2 separate regions of the Zea mays genome follow, and region 1 is linked to region 2. Evidence: chromatin contacts called from public Hi-C data. All regions are on one chromosome and are shown on one strand. The core of a region is the stretch at or near the end of the contact, and the rest is flanking DNA. Distances in the headings are between cores, read along the strand shown. Region 1 holds the start of LOC100383851. Region 2 holds the start of LOC100281692 (transparent testa 12 protein).

Evidence for each region. A called contact is a pair of places that touch in the nucleus more often than the background predicts.
Region 1: a contact with region 2 is called in a Hi-C map of tassel, with 2.4 times the contacts expected there. The contact joins the promoter of LOC100383851 here to the promoter of LOC100281692 in region 2. A contact is called at or near these places in 4 of 25 Hi-C or Micro-C datasets (bundle sheath, ear, endosperm and 1 more).

The regions. Positions count from the first base shown.
Region 1 is chr5:21,885,919-21,891,287 of Zm-B73-REFERENCE-NAM-5.0, forward strand. LOC100383851 reads right to left here and starts at 1,815. Exons shown (of 5, transcript NM_001176481.2): 1 at 1,232-1,815; 2 at 1,086-1,135. The coding sequence starts at 1,679. It also overlaps the pseudogene LOC103626089.
Region 2 is chr5:21,636,702-21,642,270 of Zm-B73-REFERENCE-NAM-5.0, forward strand. It overlaps LOC100281692 (transparent testa 12 protein), which reads left to right and starts at 2,245. Exons shown (of 7, transcript NM_001371790.1): 1 at 2,245-2,735; 2 at 3,765-4,396; 3 at 4,519-4,575; 4 at 4,676-4,920; 5 at 5,067-5,185; 6 at 5,266-5,352; 7 at 5,515-5,569. The coding sequence starts at 2,406.

The DNA of each region.
Region 1 (5,369 bases), core at 565-3,064, 250 kb after region 2:
CACACAGCCACAATCTTCCAGCTGTTGTTTCTAAAGTAAGTGCTGGAACACCGATTCATGCTGCCATTAGCATGAAGTTACACTCGTATACAGGAAGGAAAGATTTTAAAAACAGGAAAATATGCAAGACAATTTAACAGTTCACCAAAATAAAAACTCATGCTGAAAGCTACAGTATGAACAATACTGAAACAAATTAAGTGTTGGACTGAGTATTGGATTTATTTCAATGTTATTTCAAATTAAATGCTATGACCTAGAACCATATAAGAAATGTAACAGATGGCACTGGAGTTCAGATCCTTGGAGTTGGAGGTAAAACTTGTCAATACTCAATAGCAGAATGATGTCGGAGGCAAAATCAATAAACTGTTATGCAGTATTAGCGCTGTAACTTATAAGCAACACCCAGGAGAAACTAAATCAAATGAGGCTTCATATTTTAAGTTTACTTTTACACTTCACACTTTTGAGTGCTCAATGTAGTTTGGCATGGCAGCACAGTCGTTGAAGTCTTGACGCATATTGGACCAAACAATGGATGCTCCAAGTTACCAAGAAAAGATGAGAGTAATGCCTGAATGTGTGTTTACTCCGTTACCAACGGTACAACCAAATGTTTTAGTATAATTAATTGAACACAAGAGATATTAAAAAACAGAGCTTACATATACAAGGTTTAATACTGTTATTACTGGTAGATAGCATCATAATACTGTAGTTAATAACAGTATTCTAGGTTTCTATGGATCAGTAAATTTGGCTGCACTTTCGCAGGAAAAAAATATTTAAAAAATACTACCTCATCTTCTAGTACTATAATACGGAGTATTACAGAACTCAAGCTATGATAACTGAGTAACCTACGGGCCAAAAAATGGGATCCTAGCACACATGCAGAGGCATTTACACAAGCTAACAAAAAAATATGCAGCGCTGGGATGCACAAGTTGACTTTCAAAAGTCGGAAAACAACAAAATATCTCCCTTCGGACTCCTCACTCGACTCCCGCAGAGATCTCCAAGAAATGTGCCAGTGCGCTAATTAATGGTTCCAAATGAAACCGCATGCATCAAGAACTCACCAGGTACGGATCCAGCGAGTCGAATCCGAGCACCACATCAGCGAGAACCCCTGGGAGGAAGACGAGCCGAGCATCGTGAAACAGAAGAGTCAGAGCCGCTGTAGAGCACAAGCAAACAGAAGGCAGGTACCAAAGAGAACCCGCACCGTTCTTGTCCGGGACGAGGAACGAGGTGACGGCGGCGCCGACATTGGTGAGGCGGACCCGGACACTCCCGCCGTCTAAATCAAAGAGCTCCGGCGCAGGCGGCGGCGGCGGTGGCGCGGGCTTCGGGAGGATCAGCGGCCTGGGAGAGGCCAATCGGAGGCGGAGCAGCGGCGTGGGGGCGGAGAAGATGGTGACGGAGGCAAGCAGGTAGACGGCGGCGAGGAGGATGAGGAAGAAGGGCGGGGTGGCGCGGAGCACCCTGCTGGCCGCGGGGACCGCGGGGTGAATGTGATTGTGAATCTGGGAGTGGAGATCCCGGAACCTGTTGGACGGGAGATGGTGGAGGAGCGGGTGCGGCTGCGGCTGCGGCTGCGGGCGGGTCGGGGTGCGAGGAGCCCGAGGGGAGAGCGAGTGGTGGTGATGGTGAACTCCCACCAGCTGCTCCATTTCCTCCGGCGGCCTGCTGCCTGATTTCCCGGGGTTTTAGTTCAGCTCTGGCGCAGCAGCATCTCCAGTGGCGAGGTCAGAGGTGGGCGCCGCGCCAAGGGGACACGACGCACGACTCTAGCGTCGCTCAGTCGGGTTGTACCCGATCATCAAAAGGAGACAAGGGATGGGTTTATACTTCGGTCATATTTGATTATTTGTACACTGCTCATGTATGTCAACTGTCTGTGTACGGCGTTTATGATTTTCTAGTTTTGTTAAATGTTCTTAAGCATATGGAAGTATCCATACTGTTTTTTTAGGAAAAGCCTTGTGGCTAGCTTTATTGATTCACAAAGGCAGTTACATCGTGTACAATTAAATGGAAGACAGAAGAGGAGAATTATCTACCCAGAGTAATGAGCTTTTCTCTATCATAGCTAGCCAATGAGTTACTTTTCCTATTACGAAGATTAATCAAAACAGGTGCAAATCCTAATAATTTTTGGGGATAATACAAATATTTCAGATGCGAACCGGTATGAATAGTATCTAGATAGTGCAGCTTCAAATTCGAAGTGAGGACTATTTAGTAAATATCCGGATTTTTATATTGAATATGGAATTATAGATACGTAAGTTTTGGGTATCCATTTTCATTTTTCTGTGTAATATTTTTATAAAACTATAATGTTCACATTAACTCAGATGATGATAAAGTTTATATAAAAATCATATATGTCAAAGAGATCTATAACTTTATAATACATCACGTTTTTTATTGTATTAGACTATTGTATAATTTAAACTTATTGTTATATTATTCTTATATTATTCTGTTGATCTATGCATTATGCAATGCTCGTGTAACTATTTTATACTCGAACCGGATTATATTAAATGATGAGCAATTCATACATTATTATACAAGTATCTAATATCTGCATATGTCCGGCCAAATAATATTTGTATATATCTGATCCTTGTATTCATATTTGTCAGGTTTCTAACTATCCGTATCCTAACTCAAATCCAATTGAAATACACAAGGATAGGATATAGGTTGTCCGTTCGCATCAGCTCGTTTTCACCCAATCACCCCTCTACCATTTTTAGCGATCAAAGTTTCAAAACTGAAGACAACCAATACTGCGCGCTCTCCAATATCTAAACCAGCCCTGCATGTGTATTTGGATAAAACAAAGGCAGCAGGATCTCTGACAACAAAATGACGAGTGGCCCCAAATGGGCCTAGCTAACCCAGAGAGGATTGGAATCTCCTGTAAACTGATGCGAAGAAACTCGACCCAAAACATCTAGACTTATTCTTCATACCAAAACTCCTACAAACTGTACTCCACGAATCCAGCCAAAGGATGTCAGATGCTCCATGCTTTCTGTGTATCAGAGGCTCCTTACCTGAGATCCAAACAAAGTCTAGGATTAGAAATTTAAGTCTCTAACCACAGGTAATGTGGGTCAGTTGAAAAGGGTGCATTAAGGTTCATAAAGGAACCAGCATATGAATAAAGCTGACAAATGTGTCCCTTTCAAAACTAAAGGTAGCCCCATTAACATATGGTGCAGAAGATCCTTCAAAGACTTGGAAGACTTTGACCTGGTGTCCACCAGTATATGAGAGACTATAGGTCTTAAGAAAGGATATCAATCTCAGTAATTGGCAATATGGATATCTCCAGTTACTTGGCTATAGGTGGCTGGTTCATCCAGGTTATCTTCGACAAATACTTGTCCTACCAGCTCCGGCAATGGGCGGCCGACTGTGGCATCGAGCATGAGCTGGACAGGCTTCGTGTTGCTTTGCTTCGCACGCAGTCAGTTCTCCATGGTGCCGAGCTGGTACCCGCACTCTCCTACAGCTCCCTTCCATGGATGCGAGAGCTCCGAGATGTTATGTATGATGCAGAGGACCTCCTAGACAAGCTTGAGTACAACCGTCTCCACCATGAGGTAGAAGAATCAAGTGCAAACGAGAGCAGTAGCCCAATCAGTGCCTTCATGCTCTCCCGGTTTCACAGCCAAGGTGTCGCTGCTTCTAGCCTTGAACCATGTTGGGATAGATCAGCAAGGGTAAAGAATAAGATGGTAAATCTGTTGGAGCGTATTGAGCAGGTTACAAGTGGAGTAAGTGAAGTACTCAGTCTACCCAGGAACATCGGAAGCAGCAATCGCAACGCCATGACAAGCTCAATACCCTACGGGAGAATCACCGGGCGGGACTTCGAAGCCCAACAGCTGGTAACTGCTCTGATAAGTTCTCAGGTCGAGAACCCAGTTTCTGTTGTCTCTATTGTTTGTTGGTGTAGGTGGCATAGGTAAGACTGCTCTAGCACAGCATGTGTACAGCAACGCTAGAATAACAGAGAGCTTTGATGTGAGGATGTGGATTTGTGTTACTTCTCTCTTGGACGAGTTGAGAATCACAAAAGAAATGCTGGAGTCAGCTTCCAGCAGTCGGTTTAGGCATGGTGGCATAGCAAATTTCAATAGACTTCAAGTCGCCTTGAAGGCAAGGCTTGCTTCAAAACGTTTCCTCCTTGCCTTAGATGACGTTTGGAACAGTGACAACAAAACAATAGCAATAGAACAAGAGAACTGGCAGAAGCTGCTAGCCCCTCTGAAGGACGGAGCAAAGGGGAGCAAGATACTTTTGACAACTCGGTCAAGTATAGTAGCAGAGATGCTACAATCATCCTCTATAATTAATCTGGAGACCTTGCAAGTTAATGATTGTTGGTCCCTGATAAAGACTTATGTGTTTGATGAGACAAAACATACCATCGACTCAAAACTGGAGAACATTGGAAGGAAAATTGCTGAGACACTCAGTGGCCTTCCTCTTGCCGCAAAGGTGGTAGCTGGACACCTGAAACGTAACAACAGTGTAGATGAGTGGAAACAAGTCTTGCAGAGAAATGCAGTATGGGAGGAAATCATGCCAATTCTACGAACGAGCTATGACAATCTACCACCACAGCTGAAACAATGCTTTGCATATTGCAGCATCTTCCCCAGAAACTGGGAATTTGAAGCTGAGCAGCTGATTCTGCTGTGGTTAGCACAAGGTTTTGTGCACCCAGATGGTTGCAGGAGATTGGAGGACATTGGGAAAGAATACATAAATGATCTATGTAATAAGTCATTCTTCACGATACAGAAGAAAGAATTTGTCAGCTATTATGTGATGCCACCTGTAATTTATGAGCTCGCAAAATCAGTGGCAGCTGAAGAATGCTTCAGAATAGGAGGTGATGAAAGGACAAGAATCCCATCGTCAGTGCGTCATCTATCAGTACATCTAGATAGACTTTCAGCACTTGATGACACAATCCCATACAAGAATCTACGCACTCTCATTTTCCTTACTAGCAGAACAGTGGCTCCAATTAATGTCTCCATCCCTCCAGTGGCTCTCAATAACATAAGAAGCCTCCGTGTGTTGGATTTATCCTGTGCATGATGGGACGATTTCCTGATAGCATATCAAATTGTGTGCATCTTCGCTACCTAAATATCTCATCTACTACCATTGCAACAGTACCAGAATTCTTGTGCAAACTCTACCACCTACAGGTTTTGAATTTATCAGGTTGTAGGCTTGGAAAATTGCCTTCCAGAATGAACAACTTGGTCAATCTACGGAATCTCACAGCAGCTAATCAGATTATTTCAGCTATAACAGACATTGGC
Region 2 (5,569 bases), core at 995-3,494:
TTATTTTCGGCGGCTATTTTCGTCGGACTAGCTGCCGACGAAAATAGGCTATTTTCGTCGGTTTAGGCTTATTTTCGTGAGTTTTTGGCCCACAAAAATTTAGGTGTTTCCTGTAGTGGTCTGACTAATCTGCTATCCCCCCTCCTGTTCAGATTTTCCAAGGTTCATGGATACTTTGTCTTACATTTTTCTTTGCATGGATGATTCACCCTTTGTTTTGTTTCCCCATAGGTGCCTTCTCTAGAGCACGACAACCAGGTGAAAGGAGAGAGCTTGGATTTGGTTAAGTACATTGACAGCAACTTCGAAGGTCCATTGTTGCTCCCCGAGGTAGTATGGTTTAATTTTTTTTTTATAGTTTTAACTTAGTAGCCCCCCTCTTGGATCAATTCTGGATCCGCCACTGGTTTCCTCTATACAGGTTTTGGAGGAAAATAATAAGAGGTCCAACCTATTGGAAAATTTCATATGGCTCTTGTCTCTTTACTTAAAGTCATGCGTAGCATCCAAAGGCAAAGTGAGAAATTTTCTTGCGTTCTCAATTCATGTAGGATTGCAATTCATAGCCAACCCTAATATTGTGTTTTTCCTATTCCTATATATTCATATTCAGTGTCTATGACTTGACACTGTACATGCATGTCACGACGAAGGGCATGGTGAAAACTGCTCTATCTCTCTCGTGTGCTTGATTTTTAAAAATATATATATACTCATCGGTCCATAATAATAAAATAGAATGAAGCTACCAGGTGTTTGCTAGTAAATTTACAAAAAAATATATACATCAACAATATTATTTTTGTAAATACATATATTATAAAATAAAAGTGGTATTCTTCATAGAATGGAGGGAGGGGGTTTTCTCTCTCGATCAATTTCATCTAACTAAGAGCAACTCCAATAGTTATGTAAATTTTAGCTCTCTAAATCACAGATTTAAGAAGTTGCTAAATGACTTTTGGAGTAAAAAAATGTGAGTTCTCCAATAGTTCTCTAAATATATGTTGTAATTTTGTTTTGTATTTATCCACATAAAAAATAAGTCACAAAAACTATATAATGCAGTCAACATTTTTGTTTAGGGAGTTGTTAAATGGTTGCCAAATGTAGAGAGAAAATGAGGTTAGATGACAAGTTGTTAAATTTAGAAAGTTCATTTAGAGAACTGTTGGAGAATAGTTTTTATGTTAACTACCTAAATTATTGATTTAGAAAGTCTTTTAGAGAACTACTGGAGTTGCTCTAATAAAAAATTATTAAAATAAACTACCAAACAAACACATTACCAAAATACAAATCTTATTTAATGTTGCATATATATACCACTGCGCATTTAACTACAAATTAAACCTATTGATGCTAAAAATATTTCCATTATTGTCACATATATACAGTAGCTAAAACGATCTACAGATCTAAGGCTATCCGCACTCATACTACTCTATTTCTCTACCTTAAAAAGAATATTCTATCCTGATCAGCGAGATTCTCTACTCTATCCAATAATTCTCCGCGGTCACAATTACCCTATATATCTACTCTATACCAACTACCATTTATTATATCATATTTTTACCATACTCTATACCAACTCCATCACACGGCTGCTGTACTGCTTCCTTCTACTGCTACTGTACTGGTTCTCTAGGCCCACCTCGTCTGCTGGGAGAGAGCAGTGGCAGAGCGCTACATTTGGCGTAGAAGAGGCGGAGAGAGAGCGTAGAGTGAGATATAGAGTGCACCGTTGCAGAGCTTGTCTACTGTAAAAATTTAGCGTAGCTTTTCCAGCTGACCACTGCGGCTAGCCTAAAACGGATTGGGGGTACTCAGTGCCTCGCCGTGGGCGGTACGTCGCCCCAAATAATTAAACGGTGCTCGATGTACCTCTACGGGACCTTTTTCAGCCTTTTTTCTTTATTTTATTATTATTATTTTCCTACTACACAAGGGACCTTTTGAGCTGAGATGATGCCCAAAAACAAAAGGACGCTCATCATCAGTGACGCCCAGTCGTCGCCAAGCAGCTAGCTAGCATGCCAATAATTTTTTTCTTGTTAATGTTGTCGCAGCTGGTACTATACTACTACTACTACGCCGTATATGAATGCGCTTTTGTCTGCATGCTCAGGCTGATTCCATCCAACTTGTCTTTCTTCTCTCCTCTCCACCCATGCCCCGTCCGTCGCAGCAGGGGTTATATAGTGCCCGCGAACGGACGCGCAGGCGCCACGAAGCCGAGATCGAGCAGCTACCTCTCCGATCCGAGGCCTGAGCGAGCGAGCTGAGGACTGCAGCCTATATAATATCTAGACTAGAGTACACCACAACGACGAGGCACATATATATACACGCGGCGGCGGCCAGATCCATCTTGGTATACACGTAATATATATACACGCACGATGGGCAGCGCCGGCGGCGGTGGCGAGAGCAAGCTGGAGAGCCCGCTGCTGGGCGCGTCGTCGACGGGCCACGGCGAGGCGGTGGTGAGCGGGCAGCTGGAGAGCATCCTGGGCGACGCGTCCGTGCCGTGGGGGACGCGGATGGCGTCGGCGTCCGCGGTGGAGATGCGGCTGCTGGTGCGCCTGGCCGCGCCCGCCGTGCTCGTGTACATGATCAACTACCTCATGTCCATGTCCACGCAGATCTTCTCGGGCCACCTCGGCACGCTCGAGCTCGCCGCCGCCTCGCTCGGCAACACCGGCATCCAGGTCTTCGCCTACGGCCTCATGGTACGCCCGCCGCCGCCGCCGCCGACGCCTTTTTAATTGACTCTTCGTTACCGCAGTTCGTACGTAGTGATGGTTTTTGGTTTGTCGTCCTCCGTCGTGTCGTATTGATCTTTGCTTTAGATCCGGGCAATAAAAATGAACTCAAACGTTTGCACGTACACCCTCCCTATATATCACCATCGTGAATGAGCTATGGCTTGAATCTTATGCAAAGATATGATCGATAAAGTTACGGGCCCACATGCATGTGATATATGCATGCCGTACCATTAGTTATTGTTACAGGTCGCATCGCCTAGCTACGTACTACCTTTAAAATGAGTGCAACAAAATATAGTACTACATATATGCTTGTTCTACACATAACCAATCCATAAGAAAAAATTAAGGTACGATCTCTGTTGGGAAATCTAATTAGCACATACAGATAGATACTACTCGTCAAGCTGCTAGCTAGTTAGCTAGCTAGCTTCGTTCTACAGGACTATTCTTAAGTACACGCGTCGCTGGCACTGCGTCACCACGTGCTGATGCGACCTGATCAGTACACTATTATTGCACCAGCAACGGTTCCGTGCTACCCCAGCCAGGATCAGGGTATGGGAGCAGATAGATATATGCTAGATGCGGATGGCCGACAGCCACATGCTCTGTGTGAAGCTGGGAAATGTTCCCGTTGCACAGCCACACGCCCACACTTGCTTCGTTACGCGGATCGCGGAACCCTCACTAAAAAGGATCGGATACATGAGGCCCGGCCCGGCCCACTCTGCTCCAAATGATGGTGGTATCAGCTGCCAACGCCACCCCACGTCCCCACAGCGTAGGAGATGGCGAGATGCTGGCGATCGAGCGAATAATAACATGGTCTTTTAGCTCGTCCTCTTCCTCTCGATGATATATATAATAATAACGGGGGAAAAAAGGAGAATTAAAATAGAAAAAAAAAGACGTCACGACGACGTCCGCTCCGTCTCGCTGACGCCACGCGTTCGCACTGACTGACTCAACTGCAATCGCAATGGGCAGCTGGGCATGGGGAGCGCGGTGGAGACGCTGTGCGGGCAGGCGTACGGGGCGCACAAGTACGACATGCTGGGCATCTACCTGCAGCGCTCCACCGTCCTGCTGATGGCCACGGGGGTGCCGCTGGCGGCGCTGTACGCCTTCTCCCGCCCCGTCCTGGTCCTGCTGGGGGAGTCCCCCGAGATCGCGTCGGCCGCCGCCGTCTTCGTGTACGGCCTGGTCCCGCAGATCTTCGCGTACGCCGCCAACTTCCCCATCCAGAAGTTCATGCAGGCGCAGAGCATCATGGGGCCCAGCGCCTACATCTCCGCCGCCGCGCTCGCCGCCCACCTCGCCCTCAGCTACCTCGTCGTCTACCGCCTCGGCCTCGGCCTCCTCGGCGCCTCGCTCACGCTCAGCGCCAGCTGGTGGGCCATCGTCGCCGCCCAGTTCGCATACATCGTCACCAGCAGCCGCTGCCGCCTCACCTGGAGGGGCTTCTCGTGGCAGGCCTTCTCCGGCCTGCCCAGCTTCTTCAGGCTCTCCCTCGCATCCGCCGTCATGCTCTGCCTCGAGACCTGGTACTTCCAGATTCTCGTGCTCATCGCAGGCCTCCTCAAGGACCCCGAGCTTGCCTTGGCCTCACTCTCTGTCTGGTAGGGAATTTACACTAACTATATCATAGAGAACTGACTTGCAATTACTGTAGAATATATATTGTTGACAAGAACTGACTTCAAATTATTATTACTTTAATTCTCTGCGCCTTGCTTTCCAGCATGACAATTTCAGGGTGGGTGTTCATGATCTCCGTTGGGTTCAATGCAGCAGCCAGGTAAAAAATATACTACTGTATAAAATACTTCTGATGAATAAAGGAAAGACTGAACTCGCGCGTCCATCTTCAATTCTTCACCCTGTTGTTTATCTTCCAGCGTAAGAGTGAGCAACGAGCTCGGCGCCGGCAACCCAAGGGCGGCGGCGTTCTCCGTGGTGGTAGTGACGCTGCTCTCCTTCGTCCTGTCGGTCCTCGTCTCCGCCGTCATCCTGCTGTGCCGGGACTACATCAGCTACATCTTCACCGAGGGTGAGGACGTGTCGCAGGCGGTCTCCCGGCTCACCCCGCTGCTGGCGTTCACGCTCATCCTCAACGGCATCCAGCTCCAGCCCGTCCTCTCTGGTCAGTACATCATATATATACATTGCATACTGAGAGAGTACTGCATCGCTCATATATACACACACAGTACATAGCCATGCATGATGACTCACTGACGATTCTCTCTGAATACATACAATACAATACAATACAATACGATACGACAGGGGTCGCTGTGGGGTGTGGATGGCAGGCGTTCGTCGCGTACGTCAACGTCGGCTGCTACTACATCGTCGGCATCCCGCTCGGGTGCCTCCTAGGCTTCTACTTTGACCTAGGAGCAGCGGTACGCACGACCTCTCTGCGCGTGGCGTTCTTCTCCGTCACTTTGTTTGATACGATGGCTGCTGGATACAACGGTTGCAGGGTATTTGGAGCGGTATGATCGGCGGCACCTTGATGCAGACCTTGATCTTGATATGGGTTACATTCAGGACCAACTGGAACAAAGAGGTGCAGACCGCAATAAACTTAATCTGGTTTTCTGTATGCGCGCGTACATTGAAGTCTTCGAGATTTAAATTTCGCAATTCACCCAGCTCTACATGTATGTATTGAGATGCATTCATTTCCTAATCTCTCTCTCTCTCTGTCTCTCCGAATGCAACAATGCAGGTTGAAGAAGCACAGAAGAGGTTAAACAAATGGGACGACGGCAAGGCTCCTCTGC